Regions from separate parts of the Mus musculus genome. Here region 2 is linked to region 1. A link is a contact called in public HiChIP or PLAC-seq data. All regions are on one chromosome and are shown on one strand. Each heading gives the region's core, a stretch centred on a gene start, on an enhancer-like site or on the middle of the called end of the contact. The rest is flanking DNA. Distances are from core to core; before and after follow the strand shown.

Evidence for each region. HiChIP or PLAC-seq counts read pairs in DNA pulled down with a chosen protein or histone mark.
Region 2: an H3K27ac HiChIP or PLAC-seq map of SST interneurons shows a contact between it and region 1, with 8 times the contacts expected there. The contact joins two enhancer-like sites. A contact is called at or near these places in 3 of 484 Hi-C or Micro-C datasets (embryonic fibroblasts, nephron progenitors and uterus), 18 of 115 datasets of contacts at active chromatin or transcription factors (SST interneurons, T-cell acute lymphoblastic leukemia, astrocytes and 12 more) and 1 of 9 other capture datasets (embryonic stem cells).

What each region holds. Positions count from the first base shown.
Region 1 is chr8:35,863,426-35,870,761 of GRCm38.p6, reverse strand. It overlaps 5430403N17Rik (RIKEN cDNA 5430403N17 gene), which reads left to right. Exons shown (of 3, transcript NR_046181.1): 3 at 4,457-6,677. Among named protein-coding and RNA genes, the nearest start is that of 5430403N17Rik, 16 kb to the left of the region's middle. Within about 2 kb of position 4,836, at least 62 of the 459 cell types and tissues checked have an H3K27ac peak or open chromatin away from gene starts, as enhancers often do. A contact at or near this core is called in SST interneurons, where this site is marked.
Region 2 is chr8:36,131,222-36,138,557 of GRCm38.p6, reverse strand. The region is part of intron 4 of Prag1 (PEAK1 related kinase activating pseudokinase 1); the gene reads right to left. Among named protein-coding and RNA genes, the nearest start is that of Gm38414, 21 kb to the left of the region's middle. Within about 2 kb of position 4,152, at least 19 of the 459 cell types and tissues checked have an H3K27ac peak or open chromatin away from gene starts, as enhancers often do. A contact at or near this core is called in SST interneurons, where this site is marked.

The DNA.
Region 1 (7,336 bases), core at 3,587-6,086:
ACAACAACAACCAAAGTTTAGAGAAAATAAAAAGCATCACAAAAAGAAACACCAGTAAGAGCCTTAAGAGCTCCTCCTCCATGTCACTGCATCTCCCACCTGAACCCCACAGCACGATGCACAAATCCCTTACTGTAGAGTAGCCAGGGGCACCAGGCCTTAAAGAAATGGGCCAGAGAAAAGTGCATCACTGACAACCCAGAGATGCTAGCCTCCTCTGTGGACCACTGATAGATATACAAGCCTCCACTGTGGACAGCTAAGAGATATGCTAGCCTCCTCTGTGGACCACTCATTGATACCCTAGCTAGCCTCCTGTATGGGGGTCTTGATGAGCACCACAGCCGGCTCCTGGAAAGCTCAGGCTCCCATGAAGTTCTGGACTTTGGAATGCCTGAAGGTTAGGGTCAGAGAAATATAAGGACTTGGGACAAGCCAGTAGCCTTCCGCGTTTCATTTTACTGGTGACAATAATGTAAATATCTGAATCTGCCTCATTTAGCTCTACACCCATTTGAAGTATCGGCTTTTTATGGTTCTCCAAATTATAATGCTATAACTTGGAACAGTATAGAGAAAGAGGCCCTGTATATGGCCTAAGTTCCTGTCCGAATTGTTTCCACTGTCTTCTCATGTGACCAACTCTCTGATTTGCTGCCATGCAGGATATGAGCTGTTCCTATGAGACCTCTGGGCCAGGCCTAAGGCAGTTCCTCAGAAAACATTCTCTAAAATCCTTTCTCAGGAGCTTCTCAGAGGCTTGGCTATCTGGTAGATGGGTCAGAACAGATGCAAGGCATGTTTTCCTTTCTTGTTCTGTCTCAGAAAAACAGACAAAAAGCCTTTTATAAGAACATATGCCCTCCTTGAACATTTCTTTTTAAGTAAATACTCTATGAGGTGGTGTTCTTAAAGCAGAGCTATGGTTAAGTGGCTATACTTAATAAATTCTAATTGCTCAAGTGCTTGCAACCCTGGGCAGCAAATAGAGAAATTGGCATAATTGCGATTATAATTTCCATCAGTGGTTATAATGCAATTATCCCCGAGTAATGCTCTATGCTGGAAAGATGCTGTTAGAATCTCTGTAAGAAATGAGGACTGTGTGCCCTCCCACCAGGGCTCACATCATGCACAGAGACAGTCTAGCCATGGGCTTCCATCTTCAGCCTCCTAGGACCTCATTTGCCTGTCAGTCAGAGACTGCGGGATCATTTGAAATGCATGCAAGGATATATTGCATGAAGAACTGCATCTGCCCAGGAGAGAGCACCGGGAACAGATTTTTACCTTTGTCAGAAATGAACACACAGAGACAGAAAATACAAACGATATGAGACAAGAATCTTAATGAAATGGTCACTATAACAGAGATGAGAAGCAGATGAGATGAGACTAGGCTCTGTCCTGAAAGAGAAACCCAGGCAGAGGTGGGTGGACTCCCTACGACACGGAAATGGAAATGAGAGTCTAAAAGACCAGGCAGTTTCTGGAAAAAGACACTCAGAGAAGAGACGGGTGCGCAGACAGGACCATGGAGATGTGAAGAGTTCCCGTGCACCAGATGAGTCTTCAAGCATGTGAGGATTCTGCACAAGCTCTGAGAGGATTAGGTTAGATAACAGCAGCCATTGCTCATCAGGAATCAAGAAGGCTATCTCCACTCCCAACTAGTCTATCTGGAAAAAAAAATCAAAAATTTCAGGGGGCACAGTACAAATAATACCCATAGAATACATTACTCAGTAGGGGTAAATAATCTACCCCAGACCAAATATTGCTCCAGGAAGATAAACCTCACAACACTATACCTGAGAGCCCTGTACAGCGCTACATTGTGACTTACACCCTTGGCTTTTAATTATCCTACTCTGAGCCTTCTTCTTGCTTGGAGTTGCTAGGTTTATTTTGGTGTCCTGTCTTGACTTGCCTTCTGATATTTTACCTCACAGAGATCTCAAATTGCTAAATATATGTTTACTTCATCTGGGAGATAGATAGAACTCTACCACAGGCCCAAATTCTGCCCCTTGGGTAGAGTGCTGCGTAGTCATCTCTCCCTGAGTGTGAGCAAGATTTGTGACTATGATGCCATATCACATTATGATTTTTTTTTTTATGGCAGAGGAGAATTTGAAGATGCAATTAAGAGTCCTACTGAGTTAACCTTAAGTTAATCAATAGAAAGACTATTCTAGATGAACCTGACGTAATCAGATGAACGCTTTAAGTTATGTTAGAGAAATTTGAAGCTAGACAGACTCGCTGAATCTCACAAAAGTCAGCTCTGGCTGCCATCTTGACTCAAATTCATTTAAGGCCAAGCTCAAGAACCAGCTGGGCCTTGCCTGGACTTCCGACTTACAGAACCGTACATGAGCAATGGTGATGCCTAAGTATCTATGTCTGTAGCAATTTGTCACATTGCAAAATCTAATGTACTTAATTAACATATTAAATGCAATAAATGAAATGATATTTTAAGTATTCAAGTATTAAACATTAGATTTTACCCTATTATTTATTCTAAAATATTTTAAATAAATACACTACAGAAAATGTTTTAGATGACTAAAATAAGTCTAGTGTCATTCATCCTACCTGGAACCACGTGTTAGAAAAGACGGTCCAGAGCTAGGGACGGTGATCTACACCTGTGATTCCAGTGAGGAAGGAGCTAAGACAGGAGCAGTAAAAGTTAAATGCTAGCTTGGGTCATATAGCAAAACTTAAAAAAATAAGAAGGGAGGGAGGGAGGGGGTTGGGGGGAGGGAGGAAGGAAGGGGAGTCAGCTAGTCAGCTTGGGTACTTCATATCTATGCAAATGCTATTCAAAAGGTTTAATTATAACTCAATGTATTTTCTTTCCTTTCCCTTTTTTTTTCTTTTCTCTTGGGGTGGGGGTGGGGGGATAGACAGGTTTGTAAAGGAACAGCCACAACTGCCAGGCTACTCTGTATTTTCTAACAAAGCTTTTTATTGGGTTTCTCTTCTTCCTCTGAATCTCTAATGTAGTAGTCCAACAATCCAACAATGTCTTAAAGTTTCAAACCAACCTACATCAATTCTTCAACCTCATTGAACCCTATAACCCGTATGTGCAGAATTGCAAATGCTTCGTCACATCTAATCCCTTTCTTTGTCCAGTTGACTTGCTCTCATCTTGCTATATTTTCCCATTATTCATCTCCACAAGAATCATTCAACAGGGACACAAAACACAAACCAACCTGCTCTACTTGGTAAGCTGGAAGAAACTGTTTCATAGTCATCCACTAGCAAGCTAAAGTCACCACGAAACAATTCCCAAGTGGGACAAATGTCAAAAAGTGTGACACCCATATGCAATGTGGGAGGAGTCATAGCCATCTAGTACATGTGTAGACGTCGTGGAACACACTGAAACAGAACAGCATATTTCTTAAAATATTCTAGGGAAACAGCTGTAGCCAGATAGGGGATCGCTAGCTATAAATGTTAGCCTCATTAAGATTCACAGTGATGATGATGACCCAAGTTTATACAGCAAAGAGACTCTATAAGGCATCTGACCCCAGAATTGTTTGAATGCTTTCTGTCCAAGTTTTACGACAGAGCTCAGGAAGAGATAAAAGAGTAGTTCTCAACCTGTGGGTCGAGACCCCTGTGGCAAACCTCTATCTTCAAAAACATTTGCATTAGGACTCATAACAGTAGCAAAATTACAGTTATGATACAGCAACAAAAATGATTTTATGGTTGGGGATCACGATAATATGAAGAAGTGTATTTAAGGGTCATAGCATTAGGAAGGCTGAGAACCATTGAGATAAAAGCAGGTGTGTGCTTGTCTAACAGGACAGGCAGAGTCATGGAGGGGGTGCATACTAAAATCCCTAGAAGGAGGAGCTCCAGGTTTCCAAAGATAAATAAATGATAAGGACAGGGAGGTATTAATTACCTTGATTAGATCAGTGTTTATTCAATGCATGCCAAAAATGCTAAAATGTCACACTGCACCAGATTAAGTAGGAACAATTATTTCATGTCAATCTCCCAACTTCTAATAAATGTTCAGTGGTACAGATCTCCAAATTAAAACCTTTTTTTTCTATTGGGGAAGACAATTACACAGACAGTGTAAAGATGTTCACCAGGGATGGAAGAGGAAACCAGGGGGTTATTATTAGTGGCGTTTGAACATCAGTTTTATCAGATGAGAAACCTTATGAAGGTGGGTAGCCACCGTGGTTACACAACATTATGAATATTTTTAGCATCACTGAACCGTTTATTTAAAAATGGTTTCAATAATAAATGTTATCTCTCTGTTTTAGTACAATAAAACAATTGGGAGGAGGGAGGGAACCCTGGAAAATGAAATGTTTCTGCCCAGAAAATATTTTGGGAACTGTGGTTTAAATTCTTTGTATGTTTATTTATCCTGTCTCCTCTTTCCAATGACACCGTGTTCCAGGTCAAATGGTGATCATGTGGCCCACGGTGAGAAAACCTCCTGGTATAACTAGTGGGAACTGCTCGGCCACCTTCCCTTCCCCCAGCTGTGTGATGCAATGGTGCAATTCTGTCTCCTCAAAACCAGACATCCTCTCTCACTGGAGGATTCCAGGGGTGGCTTATCACTGCAGAGCACTCTGTAGACATTCTCCAGACGACCACCATGTGCCAGGCTTAGCACATTACTAAAGCAACAAGCATCCCAGCAGGACACCCACTTTGCAAGGAAGACACTGCCATGCCAGGGAAGAATCCAGGAAGAATTATAACACTGGGGCTTCTGAGAAAGCTGATTAAGTGGCCTGACTGGAAAGTGACTGGCATCCTCAGGGCAGAGAACCTCCAAGGAGCTGGGAGGTGAGAGCTGTAGGGATGACTCAGGCAGGAATCTGGAGAGAGCAGGGTGGGGCACGTAATTCACTGCCTAAAACCCAAAGCCAGTTCCCCACCTTCCAGCGGTACAATCGGTCCCTGATACTTCAAGTTGAGAACGAAGCAGGAAAGGAGGAAGCCCAGGAATCAGAAAGACGGAATGACTTTGCATTTAGCATTGATTCGAAAATGCTAAATTACCTCTAAATTACCTCTTCACATGCCTGATCTAAAATTGGAATCCACCCTCTAATCTTGAGCATTTTACAGTTTTTGTCCACCACACCCCCACCCCTCGCCCCCATCTACCCTCCCGGCATGCATGTGACCCTAAGGCACGCGCGCGGCTCACTTGTCAATGCCTGCGTGCGCAAACTTGTCCACAGCTACTGTCATTGTCATTTCTTCCTCAGGATTTTGAGTTTTGTTTCTACCCCACATGTCGGGTTTAATGGCCGTGTAAAATGTCTTCAGCAAGATCATCTTGGAGGGTTCGCACTGACAGGAAAACTTACAGTGTGTTCAGGTAGGCGAGGGACCCAGAGCTCGTACCGTCCTGATTGTTATGTGTGAAATGAATAGTCTTTCTGAGAAAAAGGTTTACTATTACATAGCGGCCTCACAAAAAACAAATCAAGTATTTTACAGCTTTGTTAGTCCAGGCAAGGGCACCCTAGCAATGCCCGGGCCATTTGTTAGAATGACAGAATCTCGGGTTGTATGGATACCCACTGACTCTGGTTATACTGAGGTGACTTCTCCATCCAACTGTCAAAACTACCACCTCTACCTCGGTCTTATTACAGCGCTTTCTTCTCTTTTATTGTCTGTGAACTAATGATGGAACTTAAATATAAAGGGCACGTGGGACTCAATTAGGCATGGCCGGTGACATCTCTGCAGGCACAATGTGAAATAAAACCACCTTCTTCAGTGAGGGGGGGCTGGCAGCCAGGAAGATGGGTAGTCTCCTAGGAGGACCATGAACACCAATAAAACCATGAATCACCCGAGACCTTGGTGCTGTGACACAGCTGGCTGAGAGGAGCCCCACCTGCGGACTGTTGTAGTGGGGATTTGGGAGTTAGTTACATGTGATATCTACTAATAATGATACTCAACGTAGTCCCTCTTGTGGAGGGACCTGGGCACGGAACCCATGGCTTTGCGTATGCTGGGTTGGCGTTGTGTCAATGAGCTACAGCCTCAGCCTTCAATGAATTCTGTAGTCAACATTTGATTTTTTTTTTTCCTTAGCTCCTCATGCTGATCCCTTACTATTGAGAAGCACAACAAACCCTGTAGGGAAACACTGTGAACTAAGACCCGATGTTTGGGTGGTAATGGCTTTTTACTTATAGAGATGACATTTACCAGACTAACCTGGTTGGCAAGTAGCCGAGTTGGGGACCGGACTCTCCAGATTCTGGCTTTGCTTTGGCAATTCTAAGTGGGAAGATAGTGTTGGTGACATTTTATGCAAGAGAATTGGGGGTCCAGTATGCTCAAGAGACTCAGATTCTGAGCTGTCCTGTGAGCCAATTAATTGCCTCTTCATCTAAGCCAGTTCTCAACTGCTGACACCCTTTAATACAGTACCTCAGGTTATGGTAAACCCCCAACCGTAAAATTATTTTCATGGATACATTATAACTTTAATTTCGCTTCTGTGTGAATCGAATATTTTTTGAAGACGGAAGTTTGCCAAAGGAGTCTCGACCCACAGGTTGAAAATCATGATCTAATTCATCTCTTGTCCTTCTGCCCCCAGCTCCTCAGTAAAAGTCGACATGCTCATTTATGATTTTATGAGTTTTCTGGCATAGCGTTTATTTGCTTATTTATGTGGTGTATGTACGTGTTCACATGTGTGTGCATATGGAAGCCAGAGCTGGATGCTGGGTTTCTTCCGTGGTCGCTCCCCACCTTGTTTTTTGAGTCAGGGTTTCTCACTGAAACTGGATATCCTCCATCCATCTAGGCTTGCTGGCCCAGGAGCCAGAGGGATCCGCCCACCTTTGCTTCCCCCTGGTTCTGGGGTTACAAATGCACTGTAGCCAATGCCCGCTTTTACATGATTGCTGGAGGTCTGAATGCAGGGTCTCACCCCTACACAGCAGCCACTTTACTGAATGGCCTATGTCCAGCCCTTTGATACATTTTTGAATAAGTGATCAGATAATTAGGTGAACCCTATTAGAAAGAATGTGCATGTAGGCTTATGTTTTTCAAAACCTACTTTAGTAAGGGTTCTCAAATTCTTTAATCTCCCTTTTAAACCCACCACCCACCAGAGGTAGTGGAAGAGAGAGGTGAATTGGAAACAGGGATTGTGGACCTGTTTAGAAATAATTCTTTGGAGCCATTTCTATCTTCATTGTTGTTGGCATTTCATCTAGGCTCCGCCCCACAGTTACCTGGCAACAGCCAGATGTGCCTGACTCATAAAAGGGACTGCTTGTCCCCT
Region 2 (7,336 bases), core at 2,903-5,402, 270 kb before region 1:
GTTCACTTTTTTAAAAATTCAGGTTTAAGAAAGCATCATTTACTAGGGTAAAAGAACATGCTTCCTACCAATCTTTCATGTCTGTTTTCCCATGACGTGTGGATGTGTTTGTATGTGTACGTGCAAGGACACACATGTGTGCATGGATGTGGATGCCAAAGGTCCACTCTGAATGCCATTTCTCATGTGTCATTTACCCTGCTTTTTCAGAAAGGGTCTCTTAACTGGTGGAATGTTCACCCATTAGGCCAGTAAGCTGGTCAGCAAGTTCCAGGGACAAACCTATCTCTGTTTCTCCAACAGGAATTACAGAGGATATCAGCACACACATGTGTGTGTGTGTGTGTGTGTGTGTAACATGGGTTCTGCGTCTCATGTCTTCACGCCTGCACAGCAGGGCAAACACTTTAATGATTGTACTATCTCTCTAGTCCAAATCTCCCTGTGTTAGTAGTATATAGTTCCTGTTTGTGTTAGCGCGTAGTTCTTTGGGCTTTTACAAATATCTCTGTGATGTTAGAAAAAGGCAAGTATGTAGAAATTTTAGAAATCAGAAGGACCAGAAATTCAAAACCATCTTCAGCCACATATCAAGTTCAAGGCTAGCTTGGGCTACAATGAAGCCCTATCTCAAGATAAAAAAGAGAACCAAATAAACAGTAGACGTGGGGGTGGGTGGCTGTGGCACACTGTCCTCCTTGCCCTCTTTCAGCCTGCAGTGGTTTCTGCTCTTGCTTCCTAGTTTATCAGGATCAAGGTAGCTGCCCTTCCCGCCTGGCCCTGCTTAGCTAAAGGCAGGGATGCTCAGTGAGGGTGTGTGTGTGGTGGGTGTTCCTAGCAGCGAGGCTAAATGAATGACCTATGTTCCTCCCAGGAGGCTTGGGTTAATAAAAAGCAGCAGGGACTAGCAGGCTTTCCATGTGTAGGAACTCTCCCCTCACAATCAGAGCAGACAGTGTTCCAGAACCAGCCAGTGCAAGGCAGGGAGACTATACTGGACTCTGACCTTAGCAAGCTCTACAAACCTCTAGTCCTCAGGTGTCCTTTCTCATGCTTCCCAGGGAGGTGGCTCTGCTTCCACGGACTGGGTTGGTAATGGGGACAAAGTTTACAGGTGATTCATTTCCTCTATATTCTAGCAGAAGTGGAGAGAGGGCTGTTGTTTCCTCATGCAGTGGCTAAAAAAAAGTCAGGGGCAAGGCCACCTGCCTATGAGGCTCCCCAAGTCCAGAAGGCCTCTGCTAGTGAGTCCCTATGTTCAGGAACAAGAAGGCAAGTGCTTTAGATACATCCATTTCCTCATCACATTGCCTTCCGGGTACCAAAAATCAGCCCATGCATTATCACTAGTGCAATGGCTGTGAGGGTTGGGGGTAGAGTGACGTCTGAAGACTGGGCTCGTGCCTAAACCAGTACCTTTGGGGTCAGAGGCAGTGTGCCCAGAGTCAAGGTTGCTTTCCCTCTCTTTCCGAGGTGCCAGTGGATCTGCTAACCAGTCCGTGTCTTGGCTTGTCTGTTCTTTATAAGCCTTGTTCTGATTTCCTAAGCTTGACGGAGTATGTCCTCACCTTTACTGTCACCTATAGTCTCTGGATGTCACCAACATGCCCCCTTATGCTTTTACTAGGGATTGAGGGCAAAGGGCAGGAATAAACTACATTAAAATCTATAATTTTAGCAACTCTCCATTTCAACCTTTCTGAACATGCTTTTTGTCTGACAGTCATCCCAGAAACCTTTGTGTAATTTAATCTCTATGGCTAACTTGTTCCCATCATGCCTCTCTCCAATTCTAGTTCCTACACTGAAGACTGGTCAACTGTCTAATCAGGAACAATGGAGGGACTCTTTAAAAACAAGTCCATCTCACACGCATTCCTTTGATCTCCAAGAAGTATCAAAATGCCAGTTAGAGATCCTGCACTGAAGCAGTGTTCAGGCACCTGAGAGAAAGACTACCCCCCTACCCTGTACTGTGCCCCCATGACAATCCTGTAGGAACTAAATTGGTGGACAGTTTTGACTGGATCTAGATGCTATAGCTGCTTGGGCAAATATGGTAAGTATTAGGCGTTCTGAGTCACGTATGGCACCAAGGATTGGCATGTAGGCTGGTCAAATATGTTTAACATCTTAGATGGTGTGAATGTGTGCTAGGATGCTTCAGTTAACAAGGGGCACCGCAGAATTGTTCCCGAATCACTTCCTGGCCCAGCAGAGGGGAAAGCCTGAAGTCACACAAAACTTATCAGTGATACGTAGCTCCCTTCAAGAGTAGACTTCCTGTATCCAACTGGGCATTATATACACACATAAAGATTTTCGTATTTTTGAAAGAAAAATGGGCCTGGGGAGATAGCTTAAGTGATAAAGAGATCCAAGTTTGAGCCCCATAACCCATGTCAAGAGAAACGTTTGCAATTCCACCATTAGTGTTGAGGAGGGGAGACAGGCAGATTTCTGAGGGCTTGCCCTTCTAGGCTACTTGGTCAGTTTCAGATCAATGAGACTGTTCCTTAAACCTTAAAGCCATCACCAGCAATAAAACATGGAGGATACTTGAGGTTGTTCTCTGACCTTTACACAAATGAGCACACATGTGCACATGCCTCTATCTGTGCAAGCAGGTATGGGAACCACAGTTGGTGAGAAGGCCCTACAGTAAGCTATAGACACCTCAGGGTCTTATAATCTCTCCAGGATGGATGTACTCATGCTACTTTGAAATGGATGTTAAGATGTGACCTTCTACATGGAACTGATTTTTCTAGCTGTCACTCCAGAGTGAGAGGGGACTGACCCTGACATGTCCTTGATTCTTTCTTGGAGAACCATTTCTTCAATGCTGCTCTGGGCAAAGAGCTTTTGGATGCTGCATTACCTAAGTCACTATCCACGGTAGCTGCTTTGGTCTGCTGCGCTCACCAAACCGAGAAGAAGACAAACATGCCCTGACAACTGAAACGCTCTCATAGTTCACAGGTAAACCATCTGTCAGGGAAAATCTACCTAAAAAAAACCCATGAATGGCTTTGGCCAATGGACAGAAAGACTCAAATTCAATGGCACACGAAGTTCTAGTTCTGCCACATCCTGGCTGTCTGCTGGTATTGGACCAAAGTCTCCAGATTCTGGCTTACAATGAAGAGCAGGGGATGCTGGGAAAATTTTGTGGGAACTAGGCAAGCTCTCTAACATTGAGCTAAATTCCCAGCTGAGTAACGCTGTGTGTGAACTGAGACAGAGGGTTCCAAATGCCATTTCCCAAGTGTTCCTTCCAGTCTTCACTCCCACGTAAAGCATACTCAGAGATAAATACCCAGCATCCCTTTAGTGCCTGTACTTCTGACAAGAGAAAGCTCCTCTGGAGGAAATCATCATCATGCTGGGTGAATCTCACAAAGCTGGGGGGGGGGAGGATGGGAGAGTGTGTAATAGTTTGGTATCTTTATATTTAGAAAGCAAAGTCTGTATTTCAATGGTTAGGGGAAAACAGGTTGCTCCCTCCTCAGAACAGAGGGCAAAGGTTCAAATTGTGGTAGCACGAGGTCTACCTTATGATAGAGTCTTCTCTTCTTGCTGGAGTTTAATAGGTACTTCCACTGTCTCTTCAGTCGGGAGAGCAGGGCTCACAGAGGAAGTGGTCAGCCCTGTTTTGAGCCACTCTTCTGTGTACCATTATCTGCCTGTAGCCAGGCTGGAGCAAGCACGAAGACAGAAGGCACAGTTCCTCCGGAGATCTCCAACTTCTGCACCTTTATGTTAGCCACTGCCCCAATTATAAAGCCAATTACATTGCACGCGTGCAGGCGTGCGTATGTGTGTGCACGCCGCGTGTAAACTTGCAATATTCTATGGATTGACACTTGCCAACCTAATGTAGCTGAGCAAAGGGCCACAAAGATTTGCCCGCTCTTTGGTTAGTATTTCTTAAGCACCTACTAAGTGTAACGCATTAGAAACAAATCAGACGTAGAATCCTCAACCCAGACCCTAGAGAAGTTTGATTCTCTCATTAGAGATGAGCAAAGAACAGCCAAACCACCTGTGTAGGCACCATCCATTTAGGAAGAGGCAGTCTGGGAGGTTTCTGCCAACAGATAGGAAGGCGAGGGGCTCGGGCGTTCTCCAGCTGCACAATTTTTCAGGAGAAGCTGTGGGGCTTCTCTTTTGATTCCAGAATCTGGAGCAGCTCAGAATCACATGGAAAAAGAAAGAGGCTGGGCGGGACTACTCTTTTTTTTTTTTTTAAAGGATGCCTTGCTTTTCCAGGAAGATAAATGTGGCTTGAAGTGGAAGCATGCTATTAGCATTTTGCAGCCGGATAGAAGATGTGGCATTGTTGAGGAGTCTCTCCAGACCACTCGATCATCCCGGAAAGCAACAATCAAGGCCACGGTGTGGTTTGCGTGGAGGGAAAGATGCAGGTTCTCAGTTTGAAAGACAGGTCCCTGGGGCCTCCTCTGCCAGCCAACAGCCCAGCTGGGCCTCTGAGATTGGGATCTTTCAACCCGGTGCTGGGACACACACCAGTGAGCATTTTCTTCTTAGGTAGTTAAACCAAAACCTCATTCAAATCACTTTTCATGTGCTGTTGGTAGAAGAGCAAGCTGGCAGGTTTTTTTGCTTTTTTGTTTTTTGTTTTTTTTTAAAGAGGACAAATTGATGATTACTTAAAATGCATCCAAATTTTAGTGCACCGATTTTACTTCTTTTAAGAATTCGTCTCATAGATAAGATATGTAAACCAAATCTCCCCCATGTGTGTCTCAGGATCCCTCTTTAATTTTCTAACAAAACAGCCTAATTATACACCGGCAAGAGAAAGATTTAACTGGTGGCTAACAATGAAAAAAAATAGAGAGAGCAGCTTTAAAAACAGAGGTATGCTAACGGTTCTGACTTGAAAGACTTCAAGTACAAAAGTGTAGACAACTGAATTTTATCACTTTGATTCTTAATGACAGGGGGAAAAAATGTTCAAAGTGGCAGTGAACACAAGACGAGGTGTCAGGAGAGAGGCTCCTGGCTGCAGACCTCTATACATTGTTTGCTCTTTAATCATGGGTACGGATGAGCTTACTGACGTCAGACCTTAAATGGTACACAACTGTAATGAAATACATTAATCGGAGCGTTTAAAGAAAACCGATTAAGATGGTACTTCTTTGCTGGCAGGGTAGCCTGGGATACTGGAGGTATTGAAACAGTATATTTTCCTCTGGAACAAACCTCTCTGCCTTAGCAACTTCTGGGACAGAATCCCCAACTCAGTTCTTGACGGGCTGGGAGCATATGCTATGCTGGGACAAGTTACTTATATAATGTATTGGACTGAACCTATGGATTCAAACCTAGAGATCTAATAAGCCTGTCTAATAAAACACACATTAAATTCAGGTAGACAGTTGTGAGTACGTTTTGCAGATCTCTTTGAAAACAACCTCTTTTTGTCGTATTTTTGATTGGAGATTGTCCAAGAGTGGAGCCAGTGCTGGCTGGAGGTCAGACTGTCAGTCACTCTAACTGCAGTCTAATCTTCCCGTCTCTCCTTGACAGGCCTTCCTATCCATCCCCACCCCCTTCCTCGCTTACTTTCCCCACAGCCCCTATTGCATGTGTGGAACTAGCCATGTGCCCTGTGAAGAAAGGGACTGGGCAGTTATTCTGGATCTTCAGCATCTGACATTGTACCCAGTGCTTAGTTTATAGCAAATAGCTATCAAATGGGTGGCAGAACATGTATATAAAGAGATTGGCAGAGCATGTATGTAAGCAGACCCCCACCCACCCACACATGTATGTATTTTTTTTAATTTACTGGCATTATTGTGGGGAAAATCAAGCCTATTAAAGCCATAGTATTTGGTTACATTCCTCTGACTCTGACTTCCTAGCTATAAAATGGTGACGTTCTGGCTCTTGTATTGGGTGAGGCTCTATGTCCAGGGCATGGTTAGAGCTCTCTGCTCTGTTCTGTTGCTGATGCTGGTGGCTTCCATTAAACAGAAAATTCTAACCTCTTTCTTTTGAATTACTCTGCTAAGTAAAAGATGGAAATGATCTTAATATGACATGAAGTCTGTTTTTATTTGTTATTTTGTGGTTGTTTTGAGTCCGGGACTCTAGTAGACTAGGCTGGCCCCGATTACCGCATTGCTGCAGATTCCTTAGCAGTCCTGATGCTCCTGCCTCCTCTTCCCAAGGGCGAGGACTGCAGGCCTGTCCCACCCTCCTCAGCTTTAGATGTGTATATTTCAAGGCAGCCACAAGGGTCCTCTGGCCATTCAGCCAATGATGTCCCATCATAACCACCCACCCATTCTCCACAACAGATCCACCCTAACGGTACCGTTTGTTCCTCCAGAACCACGCACCATCCAAACAACCGCTAAGCTGGCTTTGGCATTCTATACAGAAACTCTCTGCTTAACAAGCTGTGCCCTCAGACAAAATGTCATAACAGGTGCACTAGGAGAGTGATAAGCCCTAATAAAGGTATAAAGTGGGACAAGCTTACAATGATATCAAAATACCATTTTGTTACCTTAAAACTTGGATAAATTCCTACTTTAAAAATGTAACAGGTTTGAGCTATACTCTTGTGGGGAGTTGGTTGAGACAGGGTTTCTCTGCATAGCCTTGGCTGTCTGGAACTAGCACTGTAGACCAGGCTGGCCTTGAACTTGGAGACCAGCCTGCTTTGAGTGTTAGATTAAAGGCCCGTGCCACCGCCAGGCCTTATATTTTTATACAATATAAATGTTTCTTTTGCTATTAAACCCAGACAGCAGATAGATCTCTAATTTTGGCCATCGACCTTGATAAATTCCTAGCAAATTTACATAAACCAAGGTGGTGGCAGGCTCTGGAATGTTTTTTTTTTTCCCCTCAACTTAGGCTGCACCACAGATGCGAACCACCCAGAAAATGGGCACTATCTCACCAGTGAGTTCTTGCTACGGATAAATGTATTACCCAATGATTTCTTTTGACCAGTGAGGCTGATGCTAATTCTCATTTCACATAACTTCAGCTTGAATGGAGAGCTCGGCCCTTCTGATTCACAGCCTCAGTGCCTGTTGTGTCAAAAAGTCAAGAGGCTCAAGCATTTCAGTTACACGCTAAAAGCAGACAAGAACTTGTGGGCCTGTAATATGAATGTTCTGTAAGAGTCTGAAAGCATCAGGCTGTGGTGATGCACGCCTTTAATCCCAGCACTCAGGAGGCTGAGGTAGGCACAGGCTGTGGTGATGCATGCCTTTAATCCCAGCACTCAGGAGGCTGAGGTAGGCAGATCTGTGAGTGCCAGGCCAGCCTGGTCTACAGTTCCAGG